Linked DNA regions of Mus musculus: regions 2 and 3 are each linked to region 1. A link is a contact called in public HiChIP or PLAC-seq and promoter capture Hi-C data. All regions are on one chromosome and are shown on one strand. Each heading gives the region's core, a stretch centred on a gene start, on an enhancer-like site or on the middle of the called end of the contact. The rest is flanking DNA. Distances are from core to core; before and after follow the strand shown. Region 1 holds the start of Mtss1 (MTSS I-BAR domain containing 1). Region 2 overlaps Washc5 (WASH complex subunit 5). Region 3 holds the start of Rnf139 (ring finger protein 139).

Region 1 (4,169 bases), core at 1,224-3,723:
AACCACATGGTGCCTCACAACCACCAGTAATGAGATCTGACGCCCTCTTCTGGTGTGTCTGAAGTCTGCTACAGTGTACTTATGTATAATAATAAATAAATCTTAAAAAAAAAAAAAAAGCCAGGCAGTGGTGGTGCACGCCTTTAATCCCAGCACTTGGGAGGCAGAGGCAGGTGGATTTCTGAGTTCGAGGCTAGCCTGGTCTACAAAGTGAGTTCCAGGACAGCCAGGGCTACACAGAGAAACCCAAACAAAAAAGAAGCAAGCACTCAGTGCCAGAGGGGAGGAAAAGTTAGGAAGCAGCTGGAATACAGCAGAATCTAGTGTAATGTAAGTCAGTCTGACCCCATCATTTTCATTTCTCCAACACCCCTTTACAGAGCAGCTAGATTCCAATCTAAAACTGCCAAAAGCCAGGCGTGGTGGTGTAGCACCACAATTCCAGTGCCCGGGAGCCAGAGGCAGGTGACTTGGCAAGGGTTCCGGGCTTGTGTGGCTTTAGACTGAAACCCTGGCTCAAAAATCTCAAACACAAAACATGGGGGCTAGCATGTAATTCTCAGTTGGTGCAGTGTTTGCCTAGCAGAGAGAAAGCAATGCCCTGGATCCCCTCCCTCACCCAAAACTGGATAGTCTCATGGAGGTGGGCGTCTGTAATTCTCGGGGGAAGCCTTCCACACAGCCCCTTTCAAAGAACTTAGTGTTGGTCTTAAGAGAGGACAACTAAGTCAGTACTGAACCCGGTTGGAGCTTAGGGGGAAAAGGAACCAAGAAGTGGGTAGGGGCAGTTGAGGGATATTGTTTGGAGTTTGGCAGAAAGGCAGGTCCAACTTCTTCCACCAACAAAAACAAGGACCTTCAATTAGCTGTAGTGCATAAAGTTGCAGAATGCACTCTGCGGTGACCACATGCCAACACTGCAGGCTTGCAATAGGTGATCTGAAGCTAGATTGCACTTGATTCTTGGCCTGGCCTACTTTTATTGAGGATTTCCTGAGTGTTGACTTCCCTTGTATCAAATACCACTTGAAGCATTTTCACTTATTAGCTCGTGCAATGCTTAAGACAGCTATCAGGTAAGTACCACCATCACTCCTGGTTACCAAGGAGAACACTGTGGCCCAGAGGGCTCAGATAACTTACTCAAGGCCACAGGGTTCATGGGTTGTAAAATGGAGCTTGTACCAGCCAGTCCCGTGACTTGGATCATTATAATAACAGCGACATTAACATAAAAAAAAACAATTCCGGAGAACACAGCACGTGTCAAGTACTAATATGGGCAAGGTGCAGGTGAGGTATTTGCAACTGAATCTCCTTAAGGGCCGGAAGCAGCAGGGTTGCTGCACAGAAGTGACTTACAGAAGGTTTGGCCTCTCCAGATGTCAGGGAGAGTGACCTGAAGGAAAATACAAACATCAGTGTTCTGTGCAGAGTTCCCTACATTCTTTTGATCAGTGTTGAAAGAATGACTTACTAAACTGAGTTAATTGGGACTACAGCATTTGACAGGATCCTTTTGGTCAAGCTCGACACGGGTTCCGTTGACTCTTGCAAACGGTTCAATTAGGTGCTTTAAGATCGTTTACAAGTTGCCCATTTGATCCCCTACCAGACACCGGAAGACGTCAGAATAAGTGCTCCTGGCTACGGAGTTAGGCAGAGATGCTAGGGACACATTTATCAAGCCCACCTCAGTCTTTGGTGCCCTTTTTAAAAACTTCTCAAGGGGGTTTTCTGTGGCTATGGCAACCCTGGCTGGAAAACCATCAGCATTCCAGCCATATGCAGCCAACGATCTGTACAGACAGATGGGCAAGTGATTAGGAACCCTGATGCCCTTTGCGTTCGCTCAGCCTCAGCAGATCAATCTAGCGCCCTGCAACTTTCTGGAACTCAGCATCCCACCGCAGGATACTCTTCCCAGACTCTCCCTAATCTTGTAGCTGGCTCCCTGCAGCCGTGACTCGGGCGTTGCAGTCCTGACATCATCGAAGAGGCCTCTTCTCCAGAGGCTGCAGCAGCGACAGCAGTAACAGCTTTCCCGCCTCACTGGTCGCTCACCAGGTGCGGGGCGCAGCGCTCAACGTGCCGACCTTGCAGGTCCCTCGAGGGGCGGGGCCGGAGGTGCAGCGCGGCTTCCCTGCACGCTAGCTGCCATTGTGGGCGGCTGGGCGCTCACTCGCCCTCTCCACTCAGAGACCCTCGCCGCACGAGGCGCTCTGAACGTCCGGGAGACGCACACCGGGCTCGCCTACCCTCCCGCCAGCTCCTCCTTGCAGCAGGCGCTCTGCACGCCTCTCAGCCAGCGCGCGCTCCCAGCCCCGCCCTCGGGCGGCTCACGCACGAGCCGCGGGCGCGCGCCTCCCCCGCGCTCCCGCGCCAGACGGTCGCGAGCGCGCGTGCGCTCCTCGCAACATCCCCGGGAGCACCGCCAGAGCGAGCGCGGGGCCGGGCGCACAGGAGTAAAAAGGAGGCGGCGGCCGCGTCTGCGAGCAACAGATCCGGGCGACGCGAGCTGACCTCGTCTGCTGCTGCCCTTTTTCGTTCTCTCTTTCTTTATTTTGGAGTTTCAGAAAAAAATTATATTTGGAAGACATTTTTTTTTTTTTCGTAAATGGCGCTGGCCCCGGGTCAGCGGGCGGTTTTCTCTGCACCAAGATGGGCTTCGCCTTTTCCGTCGTGGGCACTCTTGGTGGCTTGATTGTCAGTCTTCTCCGGGCATTTTTGAGACCAGGAGCCGAGCACTGCACATAGGTGACTCGCCCTCCGGAGCGGCTGGGCGTCTTGGATTGGGACTTGGGGGGGCAGAGTGCAGTAAATTGCGAGCACCGCGTGCTCTCTGCAAAACCGGCGGCGAGCCGGAGGTAGGTCGCTCCCAGGGTGAAACCGCTCCCGGGCTGAGCGAGCCCGGCCCCGTGCGCAGTGCAGCCGCCCCGAGAGCGTGTCCTGTCCCCGCCGCGCCGGGAAAATGGAGGCTGTGATCGAGAAGGAATGCAGCGCGCTTGGAGGCCTCTTCCAGACCATCATCAGCGACATGAAGGTAGGACGCTGGGGGCGCGGCTGCTCTGACCTCGCCGCGGGGCTTCCCCTCCACCGCGGCCGGCCTGGCCCTCGCCGGCGCTGCCGGCCACCTGCGGGAGCTCTGGCGACCCGGGTGTCACCTTCTTACCCGCCGCACTGCTCCGGCTGTGCTGGGTCACTGGGCAGGCGACTTCCCGGGGGCTAGTGGGGGAGAGTCTGATGCCACTTACCAACCCCTGCATTCATAATCCCAGGGGGCGACACCATCTTGTTCCTTTGGGGGTTTAGGGCCCTAGTTCCAAGTTTTCCATTGTCTGTCCCTGGACTGAGTGTCTGCGACCCGTGGAGGATGGACGCCCTGGAGGACACCTGACTCCCTGGGTTTGGGGTGGAGTGCTTGGCGCGGTGGTGGAGCGGTAGTGGGGGCCCCTGCTTGGCTGCAGGAAAGAGTCTTCCGGCCTGGGAGATTGGGTGGCAGGGTTGTTACAAGCTTGGCTTTCAGGTCTACCTGGAGTAGGGGAATCTGAGCAAATTAGTTATTAATTAGTCTGTTCCAGAGCTGCTGATGGTGTTCCTTGCATTCCCCATACCCTCCCCCGGGGCTTGGCGCAGAAGTTCCCAGGGACCCCGAGCCTGAGAGGCTCACAACAGGAAGGCAAGGTTGAGGTTTCCAAAACTACTATACCCAGCTCTCTCAAACACACATCCACACCCCACTCTTCTCTGGGAAGGATTGTGTGTGCGTGTGAGTGCGCGCGAGTGTGTTGGGGGCGGGGAACAACCCTAGCCTTTTCCTGCAAAGGGTGGGACTGGAGATAACCTGATCCTCGATTGTGGGTTTTCTGGTGCTCAGAGGTACACCGTGACTTAGGTTACCCACCCTAATAAGATAGAAGCAGTTCCAGGAGCTGCCTGGAAGTGGGAATTGGGGGCGGTAGTGGGGGGCATTTTTTTCCAGTGTATTTAGGGAGCTTCTCTTTGGCTCGAGGCCAGCCCCAGTCTGCCTCAACAGATCCGGGGAGGTGGTGTTTAATTAAGCGCTCGGCTTCCAAAAGAGTGGGCAGGTTTGGAAAGCTGTGTTGGCGAGTGGGTGTGGACAGCCCCTCTTCAGCCGCTGCCTGGCGCCTGGGGAAGCTTTTGTCTGA
Region 2 (4,169 bases), core at 511-3,010, 250 kb before region 1:
CTGTGCCACCCTTCTTCCACTCAGTTGACCTCAGCAGATTCTGTCCTCACCAACACTCAGAACTGTTGTTACACACAAGTTTAAAGCATTTCACCCAGATTTTAGCTGAGTTTACTGAGTAAGATGCTTCTGGGTATCTAGAATACCATGCTGCCATTAACTGATGTCAATTGGAGGTGATTTCTGTTTTCTTATTCACATTAATGTACATCTTAAATCTCTACCATAGAGGTATGAATAGTGCAAAACAAAATCAACAGTAATGATAAAAACTAAGTCTTTAGACTGTTAGAATGTCCTACCAACCCCACAGCTAGATTTAGAGGTAGCCCAGAACTACTGTTTCCTTAAAATAGTCTCCTGCCAGCAGTGATGATATTGATGAGGGCTGATATTTAGTGGACACTGTCAAAAGCAAGTAATTCACTGGGTATTGTAACTTGTTCCCTCACAGGCATGGTCTGCCGGAAGCCTGCCGACCCTGTTGACTGGCCACCGCTCGTCCTAGGTCTGCTCACGCTGCTGAAGCAGTTCCACTCCCGGTACACCGAGCAATTCCTGGCACTGATTGGCCAGTTTATTCGCTCCACAATGGAGCAGTGCACAAGGTACAGAGGGCCAGTCAGAAATAGTGGAACTTAATGCCACAAAGAGGGACTGCGACCTGTCAGGACAAATGCCTCTCATCACTGTCCTGACAGGACTGGCGATGATGCTTGAGGTCTCCAAACAAGTCAGGACAAGGAGCGAGCACCAGGTGCTCCTCCTGTGCTCCCCGCCAGGAAATGCCCTGTCGTTCTTCTGGCCGGGGCTGTGTAAGCCTGGGTCTTGGTGGAGATAGGAGACATGGTGAGAAGGCAAGCAGACCTGTGCCTCTGCCATGCTGGTTCCATCTCTCTTCATTCCTGCTCCTCTGCCTCTAAGACATGGAAGGAAGTGATACCTCAGTTTCATGGCCAGGCAAGTCTTTGTTAATGGTGTATAACAAAACAGGAATCGCAAGGTGCTGTTAGAGAACAAAACGTAAACCTTCAGTTTCTGCAAGCGCTATCTATGCTCCCTTCTGTTCACTTGTGGGGTTTCTAGGATAGAACAAAACAAACAAAAGTCATGGCCCTAGGACACTGTGTCAGCTCCACTCCGTGCTGCCTGAAAGGGTCAGCCTAGCTGAACATGAAGTTAGCGGATTGCCATTTGGTTATTTTTGCCCACATAGCAGATCATTCTGCTATGCTATGACCTTGTATGCATCAGCTAAGAGCTCTGAAGCTGAGCCCTCCTTTGGCTTCTCAAGACATTGTCTCACTGTTTCCCAGCCCGGCCCTGAATTTAGTCTGTAGCCCAGGTGGACATTGTATTTGAAATTTTCCTGCATCTGCCTTCAGAGTAGATGGGATTGCAGGTCTGCTACACCAGTCCCAGCTACTCATTTACTTCAAATGGGTGTGCAAACAAATGTAGCTGAAGGCCGAGAGGATGGGGATGTGTGGGCGTTGACAGGCATTGATTGTCTCATGGAGTCTGAAGGACATCAAAGGGAGATAGATGACTCTAGAGTGTAGACCTGTCTGTCCAGACTCTAGACAGACAGCAAGACCAAGTTATAAGCCAGAGGCGAGGTTACGATTGGCTTTGCTTTTCTCTAATTACACCTATTAGCCTGTGTGTGTACACATTATGTACATGTTCCACTCACTGCAAGCATGTGGAGGTCAGAAGACAGGCTTTAGGGAGCCAGTTCTCCTTCCTTCACAGGTTCTGGGCATGGAGCCAAGGCCATCACCCTTAGAGGCAGGTGCCTTTACCCCTGACCTACCTACCAGCTCCTTGTTAGCTTGTTTCCTGTAGGATTGGTTCCTAAATAAGAGCAGGTTAATTACTTCATAGGAATCAAGAGGGTGCCCTGTGGGTTTGTTAGACTTGGTGTACTGCTCAAGGAAGGATGTGTTAACATAACAAAGCAGCTAGCTGACCCAGACTTCTTTTACAGCCAGAAGATGCCTGAAATGCCTGCAGATGCTGTGGGCGCCCTTCTCTTCCTGGAGGATTATGTTCGGTATACAAAACTCCCCCGAAGGGTAAGCCCTCGACAGGAAACGATGACAGTGATGACATACCCAAAGCTGTTAGAAAAGAAGTCCTGTAGGCTGCCTCAGCCCTCCACGGCTGCGCCCTGACGTCCGCTGCACAGGTCTTCCTGTGAGTGAGTTCCAGGACAGCCAGGGCTACACAGAGAAACCCTTTCTCGAAAAACACAAAAAACAAGAGAGAGGTGAAACAGGAACTATTAACTATAAACCAAAAAAAGTGGACATTTCCTTGATACTGTTGTGTTCAGAAGGGAGATGGGTAGATATTAACAGGCAGTTTTAGTAAAGTACAAGCAGGATAAGCATTTGGGGAAGGCTCGGCCCTACTTATATCCAGGTGCAAACCAAGCTAGACTCCCAAGTGAGAGACATGGGGCTCTGGGCTCTGGGCTCTGGGTTTGGAAGAGTTTATTCTCCATGATGTGAATGGGAAAATAGCAACCTCTGTCTTTAAGGGGAATTTAGCTTTGTGCTTTAAAGCTTCAATGGTGTAATCACCCCAGAGTCCCAGAAATGCACTGGTAGGAATTTACTTGCTAGAGATTAACATACACAATACAAAAGCATGCCGATGTTTCCTAATCCATGTACAAGGGTATACCTAGATTTTGCAAAAGTATCATGAGATTGCAAGGTCCATCAGCCTTTCCCATGATGAGCTGAATCCAGTCTTCTTGTCTTGTTTCTGGTCTCCTATCTCATGATTAAGTCTCTCTTTAAATGTCTTTAATACAATATTTATGCACATTCTGTCTCTTCCCTCTCTCTCTCTCCTCTCTCTCTCTCACACACACACACAGTGTTTTGCAAATGTTTCTCTAGCTCACAGAGATCACCTGTTCCATTCCCCCACCTCACCTCCATGCCACCCTCCTCCTCCTCCTCCTTTTCCTCCTCCTCAAAGCAGTTAAGGAATGCAGGCCTTTCCAGACCTTCCTGTTTTCCTCTGGCCTCTGGGTTTCTCCTTTGTCTCTCGTTGGCATACTCCCAGATCCTAGTGCCATTGGGAGCAAAGCCTGCTTGTAGAGGCAGTGGGCCTCCCCCCTCAGGTGTTGTCATGTGCACAGTAAGGAAACATTAAAACCAGCTACCAGCAATGAAAGGGTTGTCTCGTTTCCCTATGCGCCTCAGCTCCTTCCAGTGCTTCACCTTCCTCCAACAGACATTTTCACCTCTTGAATTCCCTCTGTAAAACTGAATTTCCTGAGCGCCAATGATGTGGTTTCACTTCTGCTTACTATTCCAGGTGGCTGAAGCCCATGTGCCTAACTTCATTTTTGATGAATTCCGAACAGTCCTGTGACTTCTTTCTCCTGCTCCAGTGACAGGATGTTCTATGACTAGAATGAACTTGGACGTGAGAAAGATACTTGACTCCTCATGCAACGTGCATTTTCCTCCTCTGTGGGAACCAGCCATTCTAAGGAAAGTGGCTCTCAACTGTCTAAATCATGGCATCGTAAGGAATTTTTATCATGTAGATGCAGAACTGTTTTGTACTTGCCTCTTTTAAATGCTCAGTATAACTGATGGATGAAGCCATTCCATCTTATGTTCTAAGGATCTGTTTGTGCAACTCCAGACCTTCAGTAAAACAGCATTGCTAGTACTGAGTTGCCCTGCTTGTGATGAAAACGGATACCCTGTAAGAAACCCTGCGACAGACTGGGGTGGGGGTGATGCTTCATCCACTGTAGGTCTGTATGGTCCATTGAGAGCCCAGCAGTAAACTCGTGTCCTACATGCTCTGCTCTTCTAGCTGCTTCTGCCCAAGCCAGACAACAAAGCTGTTAGCCATAGGAGGCAGTAGGGACCAGGGGTGGGGCTGTAAAGGTTTAGTGATAAACTTTTAAAACTCAAACTCTGCCAGGCGTGGTGGTGCACGCCTTTAATCCCAGCACTTGGGAGGCAGAGGCAGGCAGATCTCTGAGTACAAGGCCAGCCTGGTCTACAAAGTGAGTTCCAGGACAGCCAGGGCTACACAGAGAAACCCTGTCTCGAAAAACAAACAAAAAACCCCTCAAACTCATAACTTGGTTCTACATGGAAATTCCTGCTCAAGGGAGCTGTCATCTGCTA
Region 3 (4,169 bases), core at 1,167-3,666, 190 kb after region 1:
CTGTGAACTTCCTTAGAGAAGCTGCACCTTCAAAATGTAACCTCCGCAGGCTGAGTGCGTGGAAGCTCACTGACTCTGGAGGTGGAAGGCTGCAGGTGCAGAGCCTAATTACAATCTACCTTGGACCATCTTTAGCCCAAGTCAGAGAGATCTAACATCCAGTGACTAACATACAAACCTTTTGGAATATACTAACTTAAAGCCTTAGTTCCCAACAGCCAGAGCTCTAGAGTACCTTCTTCTACAGACAGCATCCTGGGTCTATAACAAGAACCTTTCAGCTTTGCTTTCACCTACCTACTTAACATTCCACTAATGGTTTTTAAAGTGTTGTGTTATAAAACTTTTATCAAACTGTTACCATGTTGAACATGGAATTTGGGGTAACGTCAATCAGTGTTCATGGGCCACAGTCAATCAGATTTGGTTTCAGAATAAGCTATCTCTTATCCCATTTGAGATGAGTTGTGTTTTTATGTTGACAATACCATCATTGTTTTTATAAAGGTAGAGAAAACAAAACTACAGACTCGTGAAATGGAGCTCTTCCTGAAATTCTCAAATACAAAACTTCTGTGAAGAAATAAAGTATAAGGAGTGGGCGGGGGAACACTGACTTTCTTAAATGTTTTTACCGTAAGTGACTTAAGAAAACTCCTTTCTATAAATCTACCTAGTGTCGAGTACTCCAACAGGAAATGCATTAAATCCTCAGGTCCCCCCAAAGTTGCCAGAATCTGCGGTTATTATGCCATGAAGACATTCAAGGCAGTGGCTGTATGTACTATCTCTGAGATGACTATGCAGACTCCTCTCGAACACAGAGAATGGTGGAAGTGGCTTTAATAAAGAAGAGCAGAACGACTAACTTGTATCCCCAGTAGATGACACTAAGCCCTGTGCTTGAAGAGTATCACCACCACTTTTTCTTTCTTGTTAACTTTAAGGTGAGCACTGCGGGGTCACAGCGCTGGGTACTGCATCTCCGCACACTGAGGAAGAACAAAAGGGAACCATCCCTGAACACCAGAAGCCTTTCTAACGCTCTGGCAAACACCAGCTGTGCACCAGAAACCAAACACCTAACTTCTCCAACCTCATTTCCTCACCTGTAAAGTCTAAATAACACGATCCACCTTTGAGGAGTGACCGACGGATTAGGTAAAACCTGTGAGAATGCTTTCTAGCAGACAAATGTAGAAGAGTTACTGCCAAGAACAAAACTGCTTCTTTATTGACGCTCCTTTTCTGGGAGAATAAGGCAGCAGAGGCGCTCGCACTTCTCAAGGTCTTGGTCAGGACCTCACTACCAGGTACCCGCACCCCCAACCTTTCAATAGCAAGAACCCACCTAAAAACTCATCGTAATGATCTCATCAACAAAACCTGCCAAGCTGTAATTATCTGGAAAAGATCTCTTTATGTGTTTCTCACTTCTGGTATGTAGCACAGAGAGAAATAGAAAGTGAAATATAAAATACTTTTAGCACTCAATCCATATGAAATGAAGACTGATCTTTCTAGTCTCCCACAGATGTCTCATCACCCTGGGATGGTAAGCTTTCATAGTCACATCCAACACCTTATTATTTACTCATAGAAAGAGTTTAGGGGTTCGTTGTAAGTATAACCTTCCTCGCGGTGACTTTTGGAAATGGTTTCAAGGACTGACATTCATGGCTTGAGTGGCCATTTACCTCAAGTACTTCACGATCCGGTGGACTCCAAGACACAGAAGTGACAACGTATTCTGCACTGTGAAATGGGTAGACAGGGGGCTCAAGCTCTGGCTCAAGTCCAAGGTCACACACGGCGAGACCCGGAGAGCTGTTTTTCCAGGGCTGTCGCATAGGACGCTGGAAGCCAGCAGTCATTCCCCAAGAGAAACAGCAGACAGACAGCCGCATGCTCACACAGCCGTGCTTTCTCCTCGCCCATCCAGGTGCCAACCGAGCAGGGCACAGACCCGCCAGCACCACTCAGCTGTCAACGCTGGCACGAGTACCACGGGTCCCCGCACCCCCGCCAAAAGGCCCTCTGGGGAACCAGACCGTGGTTCCCCAAGCCGCGTGCCACCAGTGCCCTGCCGTTCCCGTCGGCCTGGGAGAGGGCACGCCTCGGCCAGCGGGCTAGCCCTACGCCGTCCTTACCAAGGAGCCGGAGAAAGATCTGAAGCCCGATGCAGAACCGGCTTTGGCTGGAATCGTAGTAGGAGTTGAAGATGGCGTCGATGATGTAGAGGCAGGGCACCCGGAGCGCCACTTCGAGCGCCGCCCAGACCTGCTGCTGGGCCATCCGCACCTGCTGCTGCGGGGGCCCCACCGCCGCCATGAGCCGCTGCCACACCGGGGCTGGGCGGGCCGGGCCAGGCAGGGCGGCGCGGGGGAGGCCCGGGGCCGCGGCCGGGGCGGGCGCCGACGAAAGTGGCTCCGCCCCCGGCCGCCTCCTGTCCTGTGTCCCGGCCCGGCCCGCCCCGCCGCCCGCTCGCGTCCCTCGGTGGAGCAGGGGGCGGCGGCAGCGGCTGCCGGGAGGCCTCGGGGCGTCGGTGTTTCCGGCCGGCTAGGGTCTGGCTCCTCCTCCCTCCAGCGCCTCCCCCGCCAGCGGAGCCACCATCTTGACCCCGCCTGCCTCGGCCGTTGCTGCCGTTGCGAGGCCCCCGAGGCGGCGCCCGCGGTCACTCGAGAACGCGGAGCCGGCGCCGCGGCCCTGCGTCACAATCCGGCGCGCCGCGCAGCGTCAGCACGCGGGGCCCGGCGAGCCTCGAGCGTTGCCATGGTCCCCGCCCGCTTCGGCTCGCCTAGCCTCGCCTCGCCTCGCCGCGGGGTGGCGCTCGCGTCGCCGGCCCGCCGCGTCCCAGCGCCCGAGCGCCTGTGAGTGGCTGCCCCTCGGTGTTGGCGTGCCCCGAGCGTGGGATGCTGGGCTACTGCGCACCGACAGTGTTAAATGTCTAGTAGAGCCCAGTGAGTGTCCCTTGAACTCGCCTCGTCCTGCTTGGGAGATGAAAAGCTGGAGGACGCCGCCCTGCCTACCTGCCTCTCCCCACCCAGAGGCCAGGCCTGAGGAATGGCAGGGGAAATAACCTGCGAGGCTGCACAGGGCGATCCCAGCCAGACTTGGCACTGGCCTTGAGTTGTTAGGTGTTGCCAAGAAAAACACACTCGCATCTGTTTACACATCTCCCTCCCTGTCCCCGTGGACGGTCATGCACATTTTATTAATGGCTTCGGAGCCTGACTTACGAGCAAGAACCCAGAACTCTCTGAGGTCTTTGATTTATCCTTGTCCTGGATAAATCCTTAATCAGAGTTGAGCGCATTCTTTCGCCGCTCTTTCTTGCCTATCAGTGGAATTGGTATGACCTGGCTGTTGTTTCTCTGTTCCTTCTCCAGCAAAGGAAGAGAGTAAGGTCAGAGGCTGAACTGTAGACTTAGCTGTTTTGGTTTAAGGAACACAAAATCGCAAACCAGGAAGCCTGGTTGACTTGGGCTCCTAGCTCAAAGCGCACAAGCCAGTTTACAGCAGGACTCTAGAAGTTGGACCTCCCTTCCCACTCCACCCCACACCCGCACAGGGAGGAGGTCTGTAAATAAAATTATCAGACTTTAACAGAACCCTTTTGGGGGAAGGTGTTTGGAGCAGGAAGATGGCACCTCCACCCAGTTTTGTGGTTTGGGCTTTGTTTGCTCACTTTCCCCTCTTCCATCTGTATACGAGGCACTGTAGGCCCCGGTTTTCTTTTACCAAAGCCTCTATATCAGCTATTACGATAGGCATTTGCTCTACCTGTTTTATCAAGGTTGAGACTGGTTTAGATAAAACGAATTGCAAGATCACAAAGGTGCTAACAGGTGGGACTGTGTATGCCCCAGACCAACAAGAATCAAAACCAGAGTTTGAACCTAATGGTATCTTAAAGCTTAAAACTTCGGTTTGTTTTGCTTCTTTCACCCACAGCCAAATTCTGTAACTGAGTCCTATCCTTCCTATAGCCGCTGTCACCATCCTAACTCAAGACCTTTCTCTGGTTTATTTTATTTTTTAAAAGACCACCAGATGGTTACCTTTTCAGATCTACTCTAGAAACTCTGGGTAACTTTCCTAAACTGCATGGCTAGAGACTAACCTTGTGGCTATGACAACGTCCCCAGAGGAAGGCAACCTTAGTGAAA

What was found. Promoter capture Hi-C pulls out the DNA fragments that hold promoters and counts their contacts. HiChIP or PLAC-seq counts read pairs in DNA pulled down with a chosen protein or histone mark.
Region 2: a promoter capture Hi-C map of embryonic stem cells shows a contact between it and region 1, with 2.7 times the contacts expected there. The contact joins the enhancer-like site here to the promoter of Mtss1 in region 1. A contact is called at or near these places in 5 of 39 promoter capture datasets (the C10 cell line, the HPC-7 cell line, cranial neural crest and 2 more), 2 of 484 Hi-C or Micro-C datasets (CD4 T cells and bone marrow-derived macrophages), 14 of 115 datasets of contacts at active chromatin or transcription factors (bone marrow-derived macrophages, embryonic basal ganglia, embryonic forebrain and 7 more) and 1 of 9 other capture datasets (adipose tissue).
Region 3: a contact with region 1 is called in an H3K4me3 HiChIP or PLAC-seq map of embryonic stem cells, with 18 read pairs. The contact joins the promoter of Rnf139 here to the promoter of Mtss1 in region 1. A contact is called at or near these places in 5 of 39 promoter capture datasets (the C10 cell line, the HPC-7 cell line, cranial neural crest and 2 more), 7 of 484 Hi-C or Micro-C datasets (CD4 T cells, CD8 T cells, cerebellum and 2 more), 6 of 115 datasets of contacts at active chromatin or transcription factors (the SCID.adh cell line, bone marrow-derived macrophages, effector CD8 T cells and 3 more) and 2 of 9 other capture datasets (adipose tissue and liver).

The regions. Positions count from the first base shown.
Region 1 is chr15:59,080,330-59,084,498 of GRCm38.p6, reverse strand. Mtss1 (MTSS I-BAR domain containing 1) reads left to right here and starts at 2,473. Exons shown (of 15, transcript NM_144800.2): 1 at 2,473-3,043. The coding sequence starts at 2,972.
Region 2 is chr15:59,331,527-59,335,695 of GRCm38.p6, reverse strand. Washc5 (WASH complex subunit 5) reads left to right here. Exons shown (of 29, transcript NM_153548.3): 27 at 455-608; 28 at 1,991-2,078; 29 at 3,337-3,699. The coding sequence ends at 3,393. Among named protein-coding and RNA genes, the nearest start is that of Sqle, 19 kb to the right of the region's middle. Within about 2 kb of position 1,760, at least 27 of the 459 cell types and tissues checked have an H3K27ac peak or open chromatin away from gene starts, as enhancers often do.
Region 3 is chr15:58,887,476-58,891,644 of GRCm38.p6, reverse strand. It overlaps Rnf139 (ring finger protein 139), which reads right to left and starts at 2,416. Exons shown (of 2, transcript NM_175226.4): 1 at 2,151-2,416. The coding sequence starts at 2,331. It also overlaps a transcript of Tatdn1 not described here.